3 separate regions of the Mus musculus genome follow, and all the other regions are linked to region 1. The links are chromatin contacts, called in public promoter capture Hi-C maps. All regions are on one chromosome and are shown on one strand. The core of a region is the stretch at or near the end of the contact, and the rest is flanking DNA. Distances in the headings are between cores, read along the strand shown. Region 1 holds the start of Il17f (interleukin 17F). Region 2 holds the start of Gsta3 (glutathione S-transferase, alpha 3). Region 3 holds the start of Tram2 (translocating chain-associating membrane protein 2).

What was found. Promoter capture Hi-C pulls out the DNA fragments that hold promoters and counts their contacts.
Region 2: a promoter capture Hi-C map of the HPC-7 cell line shows a contact between it and region 1, with 3 times the contacts expected there. The contact joins the promoter of Gsta3 here to the promoter of Il17f in region 1. A contact is called at or near these places in 3 of 39 promoter capture datasets (the 3T3-L1 cell line, the HPC-7 cell line and stem cell-derived epiblast-like cells), 1 of 115 datasets of contacts at active chromatin or transcription factors (embryonic stem cells) and 2 of 9 other capture datasets (liver and pancreatic islet).
Region 3: a promoter capture Hi-C map of the HPC-7 cell line shows a contact between it and region 1. The contact joins the promoter of Tram2 here to the promoter of Il17f in region 1. A contact is called at or near these places in 2 of 39 promoter capture datasets (the HPC-7 cell line and embryonic stem cells).

Annotation. Positions count from the first base shown.
Region 1 is chr1:20,782,265-20,785,816 of GRCm38.p6, forward strand. Il17f (interleukin 17F) reads right to left here and starts at 2,006. Exons shown (of 3, transcript NM_145856.2): 1 at 1,909-2,006. The coding sequence starts at 1,935.
Region 2 is chr1:21,239,013-21,242,564 of GRCm38.p6, forward strand. Gsta3 (glutathione S-transferase, alpha 3) reads left to right here and starts at 1,573. Exons shown (of 7, transcript NM_010356.4): 1 at 1,573-1,647. All of the region lies in intron 1 of Gm28836 (a long non-coding RNA gene), which reads right to left.
Region 3 is chr1:21,077,630-21,081,181 of GRCm38.p6, forward strand. It overlaps Tram2 (translocating chain-associating membrane protein 2), which reads right to left and starts at 1,596. Exons shown (of 11, transcript NM_177409.3): 1 at 1,365-1,596. The coding sequence starts at 1,484.

The sequences.
Region 1 (3,552 bases), core at 756-3,255:
TTGCCCCTACACTTTCCTCCCTACACAGGAATGGGTGACAGAGACTGGTCAGCTCCAAGCTCCATCCAAATTTCCCTCAATTGCCCACAGCATATGTCTTCTCTGCTTGCCCCTCCTCATAATCCCGTTTCAACACTTCTTGCTCCACCATGTTTCTTGCTGACAATCCAACTGATTTTTTCTCCCCCAAAGCAATAGTAATGGTTTGGAGCATTAAACTATCCAAACGATTTTCTTGGCTACAATGGCATTAGGTTGAGAATCTTGCCTCTCTCGATCATCCACAGATAAGCACACTATTGTTGGGAGTCAGAAAATCTAGATGCAGGTCTCAATATTATTATATTAGCAATATATTAGCATTGCAATAGAAAATGACAGCAAATGAAAACAGATGACTGAGCTACTGTGTAATGGAGAAAATGTTCGTGATCTATTCCTGTGGGTTGACAAGGGTCTGAGAGGTAATAGTAAATCACAGAGCAAGGCTTGGTGGCACACTCCTGAAGTCCCAACACTCCAAGAGAGCAAAGCAAAAAAGACAGTTCCAGAGCAGTCTGAGCCCACATAGCAAACTCACGACTATCGTGAGCCACACAGAAGATCTTGTCTCAAGGGCTGGAGAGATGGCTCAGCGGTTAAGAGCACTGACTGCTCCTCCAGAGGTCCTGAGTTCAATTCCCAGCAACCACATGGTGGCTTACAACCACGTGTAATAGTACCTGGTGCCCTCTTCAACAGTGTATTCACATACATTAAATAAATAAATAAACAAACAAATAAATAAATAAATCTTTTTTTAAAAATCTTGTCTAAAAAAGCAAAAACAATAATATAAAGAATTGGTATTTGTATACTCTTTCTACCTTTACCTCTTATAGCAATTGCAGTGTCCAAGTTAACTAAAATCTAAGCACTTATGATCTACCTTGCAAGTCTAGATTCATATCAATATAACAATCTCTTCCCCCATAATTATGCACAGGTAGGGGAAGTAAAACTCACAAAGGGAATGACCAACACCAAAGTGCATACTTAGCAGGTAGGAGAGACAAATCGGTCTGACTTCAAAGCCTCTGTCTCTAAATACTGTATTTTGGTGGTTTACTGCAATCACTATAATACTATACACTATGCAGTAATTAAAAGAATATGGCCATTGTCGGAAAGCATGAGCCATTTATAAAAGCCATGCTCTTTCAGGTCTCAAGGCTTAGCCAGGGAAAATCAAAGGACTATCAAAACCAATAACACAGTGTGTGATTTCCTAAGCTTACTCCATGTGCCTCTATATTAAACCCTTCCCAGGTATTAATTAATTAGTCAGTTACCAAAGTCCCGAGACACTTCTCCAGGAGCTGAGCAAAAGTTGAGCCCTGGGCTATTCTACTTTCTCCTCCATCCAAATGACCTTGGAGGAACCAAACCATGGGTCCCAGCTTCTTTGTGGTATATATTATATATTAATATTTAATGTATATTTATACTACTATCGCATGCAATGTAACACGATATTATATATAGATTCCTGCCTTGGAATACATATTTATATAAAACAAAGCTTGGCCTGGCTCTTATTTTAGGTCAACCTAAGTCTTTAATGAGTAGGTAAGAGAGACCATGATGGTCACTGGAGATAACCAGATACACACACCAGCCCACCTGAGCAAATCTATCAGGTAAGATCATCTGCTCTTCTCCCATTCTAACTGTTCCATTGATGTTGGTTTTTATTCTTCTCTTCTCTTCTCTTTTTTCTCCACCAGACAAATCAAAATTAAACTTAACTTCACGTTTTAAAGAGCTAATTCACAAAAGACTCTAAGAAGGCCTAAAGCCTTAGAAATCTCCCTTTCTTAAAGCTTAGACGCACCTATCCTTAGCCTATGATTATTCAACACCACTCACCATGGCTGTTTCACGGGTGCACTTCATGCTGGTTTCTCCAATGGCTGCTTCTTCCCTCAGGAAGTACTTTCTTCTAAGTATGTCTTCCTGGGTATGTCAAACAGCAGTAGTACCTGTCAGTTTTATAGCAATCACTGTCCCTGTTTCCACTGACCTCCTTACTGACTGTAAGTTGTGGTTAACCGAGAGTTACTGACGAATGCAGGGTTTCTACTCCACTTCCTGAAGGGGAATCAAAGGGGGACCCTAAAGGGAGATGACGGAAAATGGACCAGATCTTCCCTCCCTCTCTTCTAAGCCCACCCACTTCCACTCCCATTACCTTTACTACAGATATGAACCGAGTCACAGATTACTGTCATGATCTTTAATTCCCCCACAAAGCAACACTCTTGTCATGCTCTGCGTGTGGGTTCTGCTTTCGGGTCATGCAGTAGAATCCAGTGAATGGGGGTAAGTCATCCTGGCCTAGACTTGGTTTTAAACACTGTGGATGGGAAAATAAAATAAGAGAAACGGGTGACATCAGTGAGAAATTCAGAAATTACATCCCCGGGGTCTTTTGTGGTTTCTCTAGACTAATTATTTTAACGCTATGACAGGACCCTATCGTGCCATTCACATGGTATAAGTGGCTATTTCCTTGGCTATCTCTGATTTGGGAGCATTCTTGTTAGCCAAAGTGAATTAGTAAATAGAAAATTGAAATGTTCATGTGCAGTTTGTAGACTTGAAAAAAATATAGAAAGGGAACAAAAGGAAAAATAAAAAGAAAACAAAATCATTTGTCTCAGTTTAGATCCAGGCAGTAAGCATTTGTTAAGCACACCCATTTATACTAGGGAAATAATTTCATTCCCCGTTCCTCAAAAACACCAGTACTTTACTTCTTAAAAAAATCTCAATTTTGATCAGGTAAAACTTCTATACATTGTCCCATTGTGAATTTGTATCAATCTACAAAACGAAGTTTCCCCAAGTGTAAGAATTTGATCAAAACTATATATTCGTGTATACAATTCTATAACAGTAAACTTTTGTTGGTTTTCTTATCGTTTTTAAAATTTTTCTAGACAGGGTTTCTGTAGCCTTGGCTGTGCTAGAATTCCCTTTAGAGACCAGGCTGGCCTCTAATGTACAGATATCCACCTGTCTCTGCCTCCCCAATGCTGAGATTAAAGGCAAGTTTGGTGAGTGTTTATATGGTTTCCAGGGGCAGAATAGAGCATCAGCAACTAGGCACAATATGATTGGCAGAACAGTGTGCCTTTGAAACTGATTGGTCTTTAGGGTCTGGCCTAGGTGTTCTCTGACCTGTCTTTTCTAGGAGGGGAGGGGTCCGGTGGAATTTTCCAAAGGCTCTGTGCCGACCTCTTTAATACTACTGTAATAAAAGTTTAAACACCTTAATTGTACTTTGGGCAGTTAAATTACGGGTCAGATACACGATAGACTAGGGTTATATAATGCAATCCATTTGATGAAAAATTGCTATAAGCAGAAAGGCAGATATCATGCCTAATTAATTTGTAGCCTTAGAGAAAAACATGAAAAAAAAAAAAAACAGAACCTTATTTGTGTATATTCTATTTTCTGAATTGACAAAAGTAACACAAGGAAGAAATTGAGTTCAGAACGGGACCG
Region 2 (3,552 bases), core at 323-2,822, 460 kb after region 1:
CAAAACACCCATATATGTAAAATTAATTGAAGAAAGATGTCTGTGGAAAATGGTATTGAGCTCTGTGTCTTTTCCACCACCTCATCTTATACACATCTCTGCTTCTATTGAGGTGCCTGCCACCATATTGAAAGTGTCGTGTGGGTTATTAAAGATGAACTCATATCAAGTTCCACAAATTAAGAACATCTGTAAAGACCTTTTTCCAAATTCAATTCTATTTACAAGAGCCTAGGATTTGGACATGGGTCTAACTTTGAGGGAAGGCACATGATAAACTTAACTCATTCTACAATATAGTTAACAAAAAACTGACAAGTTATCAATCTGAGTGATAGAATGTATTTGGGGTTTTTAAAAATACTATTCCTCTTTTGTGTTTTTGGTAGAAATTATTGCAACCATTCTAAATTAATTTGCTGCTACTATCTATGGTCATATTTTTATGCCCATTTATAGGGACTTGACACATACCACAGCCCATGAGAGCACTTGAAACATATAATGTAAAAATAATTCAGGACACAATAATTGAGAAAATGAAATAGTAGCTGATAGTCAGGAGTCTAACTGAACACAGGGCACATGCAAAGGCCTTTTGCGGAGAAGGTAACATCTAGGACAGCCATGTCAATGTGAAGTTCAAAGATAACATCTCTTTTTAGCATAAGCACATTCCCTCAATACTTGTGACATACTAATAATCACTACCTGAAACTCAGCTCGTTGTGGGGTCTGCTTAAATCCAACATAATTCAAACAGCAGGTCAATGCAGTTGACAAAAATTTGATTGTAATCAAGCCACTACTGCTCAATCAGGGCCACAGATCAGACTTGGGAGCTGAACTAAGACCCTGAAGGGATGCTATCCATCATATTTATAGTATGAAACCGTAAAGAGATGGGATGCTAGGGGGGCTATAGCATTGTCTAATCATACTTTGATATAAGGGACTGAGCAAGGAAGTTTCCATTAATCAAGAGTGGAGTTGATTCCTGAGCCTGGGAAGATGAACTTAGGTTGACCTTGCCAGCAAGTTGGAGAAGTTGTCCTTGAGATGTCTGCACTCAGACAGCTGTTTCCTTACAACAGAAGCTGGTCAGCTACTGGGAAGTTCCCAGCTCCCTAGGGCCTGAGACCTTGAATTTAATTTTTTTCTTAGGATTAAATGGAGTCTGAAACCAAACTGGTAGTACCTAGAATGAGGTTCTATTGCTTGTTCCCAACAAGATTATCTGTTCTGTACCTAACCTGGTGGCCCAGTCCACAGAAGTACTCCCTGGTGTCACCAGAGTTCTCTTTATAACATCTGCCAGCTGAGATTTCCCACTTGCTTTAGCCCATCCTCATTGACAGCCGAAGAGTTAACTCTGCTTGGAACAGGTTCTTCCAGCTTGCCATTGGCATTGAGGAAGAAACATATTAACCAACTCTTTAGCAACTCAGGCATGACATTGCATTTTTCTTCTAATCCTTTATCTAAATGTCTGGCCTCTGAACACTGTGGGAGTAGCTTTTCCCTTATTGGATTGTCTCCCCTTAACTGGGAAGGGCGTATTCAAATTTAATAAGTAGCTTACAAAACAGCAGAAACTCTTGCATATGGTAAAAGCTAGCTTTTTAGAGGGAACAGCTTTTTAACAAGGTAAGTACTGAATCAAATCTCTCTCTCTCTTTCTCTCTCTCTCTCTCTCTCTCTCTCGCTCGCTCGCTCGCTCGCTTGCTCTCTCTCACACTCTCTCTCCCCCCCCCCCCCACACACACATCCTATATGTTCCTAGAAAATAATTTAGCACAAGAAAACAAAGTTTTATACTGGCATGCAGACTAGGTGTGCTGGATTCAGGACAGTCTAAGAATTGCCGAATCCATTTCTGCTGGATACATTGTAATAGAGATGTAAGCATAAAGGATTTAGATAATGATTGAGGATTTAGTAAAGGATTGAGACATGAGAATTTATTGGTAAGAGACAAATTAATCTCATAAGTAGACAATAGGAGGTAATAGCCTAGACAAATTGCAATTATGTCCAGGGAAGAGAAGCATGGGACTTAGTGTGTTACAGCTCTGAGGGTGGAGGTTTCCCTGGTGCAAGTGCTATAACTCTGAGGAAAAAGGTTTCCCCTATGGAAATGTTGCAGCTCTGAAGGGAAAGGCATCCCAGCATTTGGAAGCCAAGTGATACCACAGAGTCACACTGCACAACAAACCTCATACTGGAGATTTATTGGGAAGGATATAAGAAGGTGGCTACCTCTGCTAGGGTGAGAACTGGACAGGAGAAAGGCTTATATACAGCTCTTTTGAGGGAGGAGTTTTCCAAGGTGGAGATTTCCAGGGCGAAGATTAGTAAGATTTCAAGTTGTGAGCTTGGAGCAAGTGCAGGGATTGGTGGGAATTTTGCACATGGGAATTGGTAGGTTTTCAAGCTCAGGCACTGATGGGTTTGGGTAGCTTTTGTCATCCAGAAATGGGCTCATACCATTTACCCTACGTTATGATGATGATGATGATGCAACCAAATAGTAGGAAAGGGAGCAACATTCTCATTAAACTACTTTCTGCTGATTGGGGCTGCCAAAGTTCTTAGGGAAAACTTGATCTTCACCATCAGGGTATAGTCACAGGCCTCTAGCTCAGTAGCTAGGGGCTGGTCATTGTACAATAGCAGCAGAATAAAAGTCTGATTAGAAATCTTTCTGATCTCTTCTTGAAGAAATCTAGACAAGAAAGGGCTTGTGAACTTCTGGACATAGGGGCTGGGTGGTATTGCTCAGGGTGAGGATATTATCACAGTCTGAGGGATCCAGTGTGAAGCAGCCTGTGATGCCAGAGAAAGAAGTGTCGGAGAAACTAGGGGTGGTAGTGATTTTTGGCAGGGTGCAGAGTGTGATAAGCCAATGGGTGAGGCTACAAATGATGATTGTGAATTTGATCCAGAAGGGGCACACAACTAACTTTCTCCAAAGTGGCCATCCAGGGTGTTATTTAGTAGCTGATCTACAATTAAGACAGCCCAGATTTGTCCCATGGTATTTGTAGGACCAATGTGGGTAACCTCTTTAAGTTTCTGACCACTTTTTACAGTAGTGTTCCTTTTGATCATAGAGAAAACAGGAGTGAAAGAGAGATGGATACAGAACTGAATTGGCCTTTGACAGCCTGCTAGAACAATTCACCGACACTGTTTGGAAGGGCTGTTGGTTAGAGGGGAGAGCCTCTTGGAAAATAAACATCTATATGTAAAAGCTAGCCCTGACAGGTATAGATAGGAGACATAGAGAAGAAGGTGCAAGTTAAGACATAAAAGATTTTTAGATTCATTGTTTGCACAGTGACAGAAATTACCACCACTAAAACCTGGCCATGGCAGTTTTGGCCATTGAATTGTGCTGAGTTCAAGCTGTTTGTAGTAATGGAGGGAGGCTTTAATAAAATTTGAGTCCATGGAGGGAGGAAGAGAAGAAGGGTCATAAAATGACCTCTGAGAGATCGAGTGTCTATAAGTTCCAAGAGGGAGCTGAGAGACAGGAAGAAGGGCCTAGGG
Region 3 (3,552 bases), core at 346-2,845, 290 kb after region 1:
GGTTGGTTTTAATGGTTTCTTCAATGATGAGGAAACTGAGGTCGAGGGAAAATGTGAGTGGAGGAGAGGAAGAAAGTGAAGTGACAGAATTTCCAGAAGAATGTGGACACCAGCCCCAGTCCCAGCTTCTCTCCTGCAAACCCGACAGCCTAGCTACGAGCATGCATTCAGCTCAGACCCGGCTAACCCAAGAACAGCCCCAGCGCGAGGACAAGTTCTTCAGCCAAATAGGTCCTGAGTCGGTAACAGGGACATATGGGTAGATATGGGTAGATAAGGGAGATATGGGTAGATGCAGGGATAGACAAGTAACTCTTAAATGGTGCACCTTCTTACTACCCTGTAGAATGCAGATCAGGAAACTTACACAGAAGAGAGGATAGGAATGAGTGTTCTCAAGACCAGGCGACCCAAGCCATGGGACTGTCACCTATTACCTATGGTGCTCTGGAGACAATATATACTATAGTAAGTCCTTCCCACTTTTCAATATCACCGTTTTGCAGCACTCTGGAGTAGGGACCTCGGATTCTGACCCCTTAGTGGTTTACACAGACAGCTCTGAGGCCTACACCAGCACAGTGCTGAATCCAGGATCCCTTTCTCTGTTCCCACCCCACATCCCTGCAGCGACTAGGAAATCACCTTTCACAGAGAGTATCCCTCTACTGGCTCCTGCAAAGGGGATGAGGCTCTGGGTCCAGTTCACACAGATCTACAGGAACAGTTCAAAGTGCCAAAGGATATCTTAAAACTAGCCCTTTAGGTCATATTTAAAGAGAGGTTGGTAGCAGAAGGTCCCTCTGGGATGGAGCCAGGGCCACATGTGAACACCTGGAGCAAGCTCCAGAGGTTAGGATGAAGAACTTCCAGAAAGCCACAAGAGAGGTGGAGAGGGTTAGGGTCCCTTCCACTAGAAAAGCCTAGAAGATCTGGAGGCCCCCACTAGAGAGAAGGAGGGGGGATTGTGCAATTACAGCTGGTCTAGGAGTTTCCCACATTGGCACCAAGTCGCCAGAAAGGAAACCCCAACCATAGGGCCAGGAAGGCAGCTCTGCAATTGGTTCGAGGCCAGGTATGGGTTTCTGAGATTCAGATAGAGTTGTAGGATGTGGTGGGTGTCCAAGGGGGGCGACAGAGCATGGCACGGCCCGCACAGCTAGGAGTTAGGGGTGCTGTCTGGACTCTCTTAGGTCCAGGCCAGAGTGGATACAGTGCACAAAGCCAGAGGTGCAGATAACGTGCGGGACATCCCAGCCGGGCGCGCTCCAGCCCAGATGAGGTCCGGGAATCCCTGTCTGCGCCTCGGAGGACGGGAGTTAGGACCGCCAACCCCTGCAGCACCCCCTCCCCGCTCTACTCACCTCGAACATAAGCCCGATGAGGACGCAGAGCACCAAGCAGAAACCGATGTCTGCATGGTTGTGGATGATGAACTCCTGGCTGAAGAGCGGGTAACTTTTCGTCCTCCTACGGAAAGCCATGGCAGCGGGCGTTCACCGCCTGCGGGGGCCCGCACCCTCGCTCAGCAGCCCCAGCGAAAACTTCTCCGGCCCGGCCCGGTCCGCACGCCAGCCCCGCAGCCCAGCGCGGAACAACTTCGGGCCCCGCCCCCTTCCTCTGCCCGCCCCGCCCCGGCCTGCCGCCCGGAACCGCCCCCGGCCACAGCCCTCGCCCCGCAGCGGCTGCACAGGCGCGGGCCTCTAGCCACACCCCCTTCCTCCGTCCGCCCCGCCCCCAGGCCGCAAAGGCGCGCGCCTCTGGCCACACCCCCTTCCTCCATCCGCCCCGCCCTCAAGCCCTTTGGCCAGCGCCACCGGCCACGCCTCCTGGGCGAGCCCGGCGCGCCTAACCCTTGTGCCGCGCTCGCTACCGGTGCTTGCGGCTTCCACCGGGGGTACACTCTTCCGTGAACCTCGCTGAGACGCGGGAATGGAAGCCCTGTCCTCCGGCTTTGAGAGGAAGCGGCTCCCGAGCTGCTGGACAGGAAGTGGGCCGGGATCCCACTCCTAGCGCCCAGCTTCTTCCTCTGCAGGAAGGGCCCGGGGCGGGAAGCTTCGTGCCGGCCTGTGGACTGGCCCCAGCCCTGCGCTGGATCTTAAATGAATGCATGGCTACTCCTGTGTCTGAAGGATTGCACAGTGTAGGTTCAACCTCTCAGAACCTTCAGCAGCTACCCCAAGGCCTTGCCTTAGTAGAGCCTACTTTGCAAGGGCGTGCAGGTACCCCGCGTTTTACTCCTTCACTTAAAAGGCCAGGTACTGCCCAGAATTGGTTTTTCAGGGCTCACTACCTTCAATATTAATTGATCAGAAGTGGAAGAATAAACACTGAAGAAATAAAAAAAAAAAAAAAAAAAAAAAAAGATCCTCACCCAACGTTTCCATTTAATATTAAGTTTCAAAATTACTTCCGGAAGGACAAAAGGTCTTTTAAAATAAATTATACTAGCAAATATTGGATTTAATCCTGCCAGTAATGAAGGAACAAATAATCGCTTCTAAATGTACAGAAATGCAAAATGAACAGAGGACTGTTTAATTTCTTTTCTTTTTTTAAAATTAGTTTCACGGTTACGAGTTTGCAAAAATAGCAGTCTGAAGGTAACTAGAACTGAATGAAGTTCCTTAAAGAAATTTATCTCCTGTATTCTAAACTGTGCACTATTTAACAGACAGCCCTAGGGCTTCTAACTCCACGGGCGGGGCGGGGGGCATTAATGCCTATATTGGACTAACCTTTGTTTAAAGTTAAGACCGGTGCGTGCGTGCGTGCGTGCACGTGCGTACAGTTTATGACATATAGGGGCTGCACATGCATGAGCTCACATATTTATGTATTTTCGCCCCAGTGACCTCCGGTGTCAGGCCTCACCTTCCACCTGGTTTGTTCCAAGGTCTCTCTTTGTGTTGACTTTTCCACTAGGTAGGCCAGGCTAGCTGCTCCTCTAGCTCCTCCCATCTCCCAGTAGAAATGCCCCTTGTGGCCAACTTTTACATGGGTTCTGCGGATTCCAAGTCAGGTCCTAGTATTTGCACAGCATGGACTATCACTCACTACGCTGTCTCCCCAATCAAGACTCTTCTGAAATTCGGACCTAGCCTTGTAAAGAACTCTGGAGCACCTTGACTCTCAATGTACAAATGTTCTAATGGTCAATGATTTGTGGGAATTTCCTTCGCATATGTAATGGTGTCAATCTAACGTTTAATACTTGAGGCCAAAATCCATGGGAAACAGTAGAACTCACCACCCCTCCCATTTATAAATAAAACAGTCGAAAAAGCAGAGATGTTTTAGACATTGCTCTTGCAGCTGATAGCTCTTCCCTTTGCAGAATAGTTGAACAATAAGACACAAGATTCTAAGATGTATGTTTGATGGTGCATCACATTGACAACTGCCGAGGGAGCACCAAAAGCTTCCTTCAGCCATCACAGCCATTTCTAAGTCCAGGTTGCCCAGGCCATCTTTAATACAAACAATGGGTTAAACACTTCCCAGTGCTTGCAATACACACTCTTAATACTAAGAATTGACAGCATCCTGCAT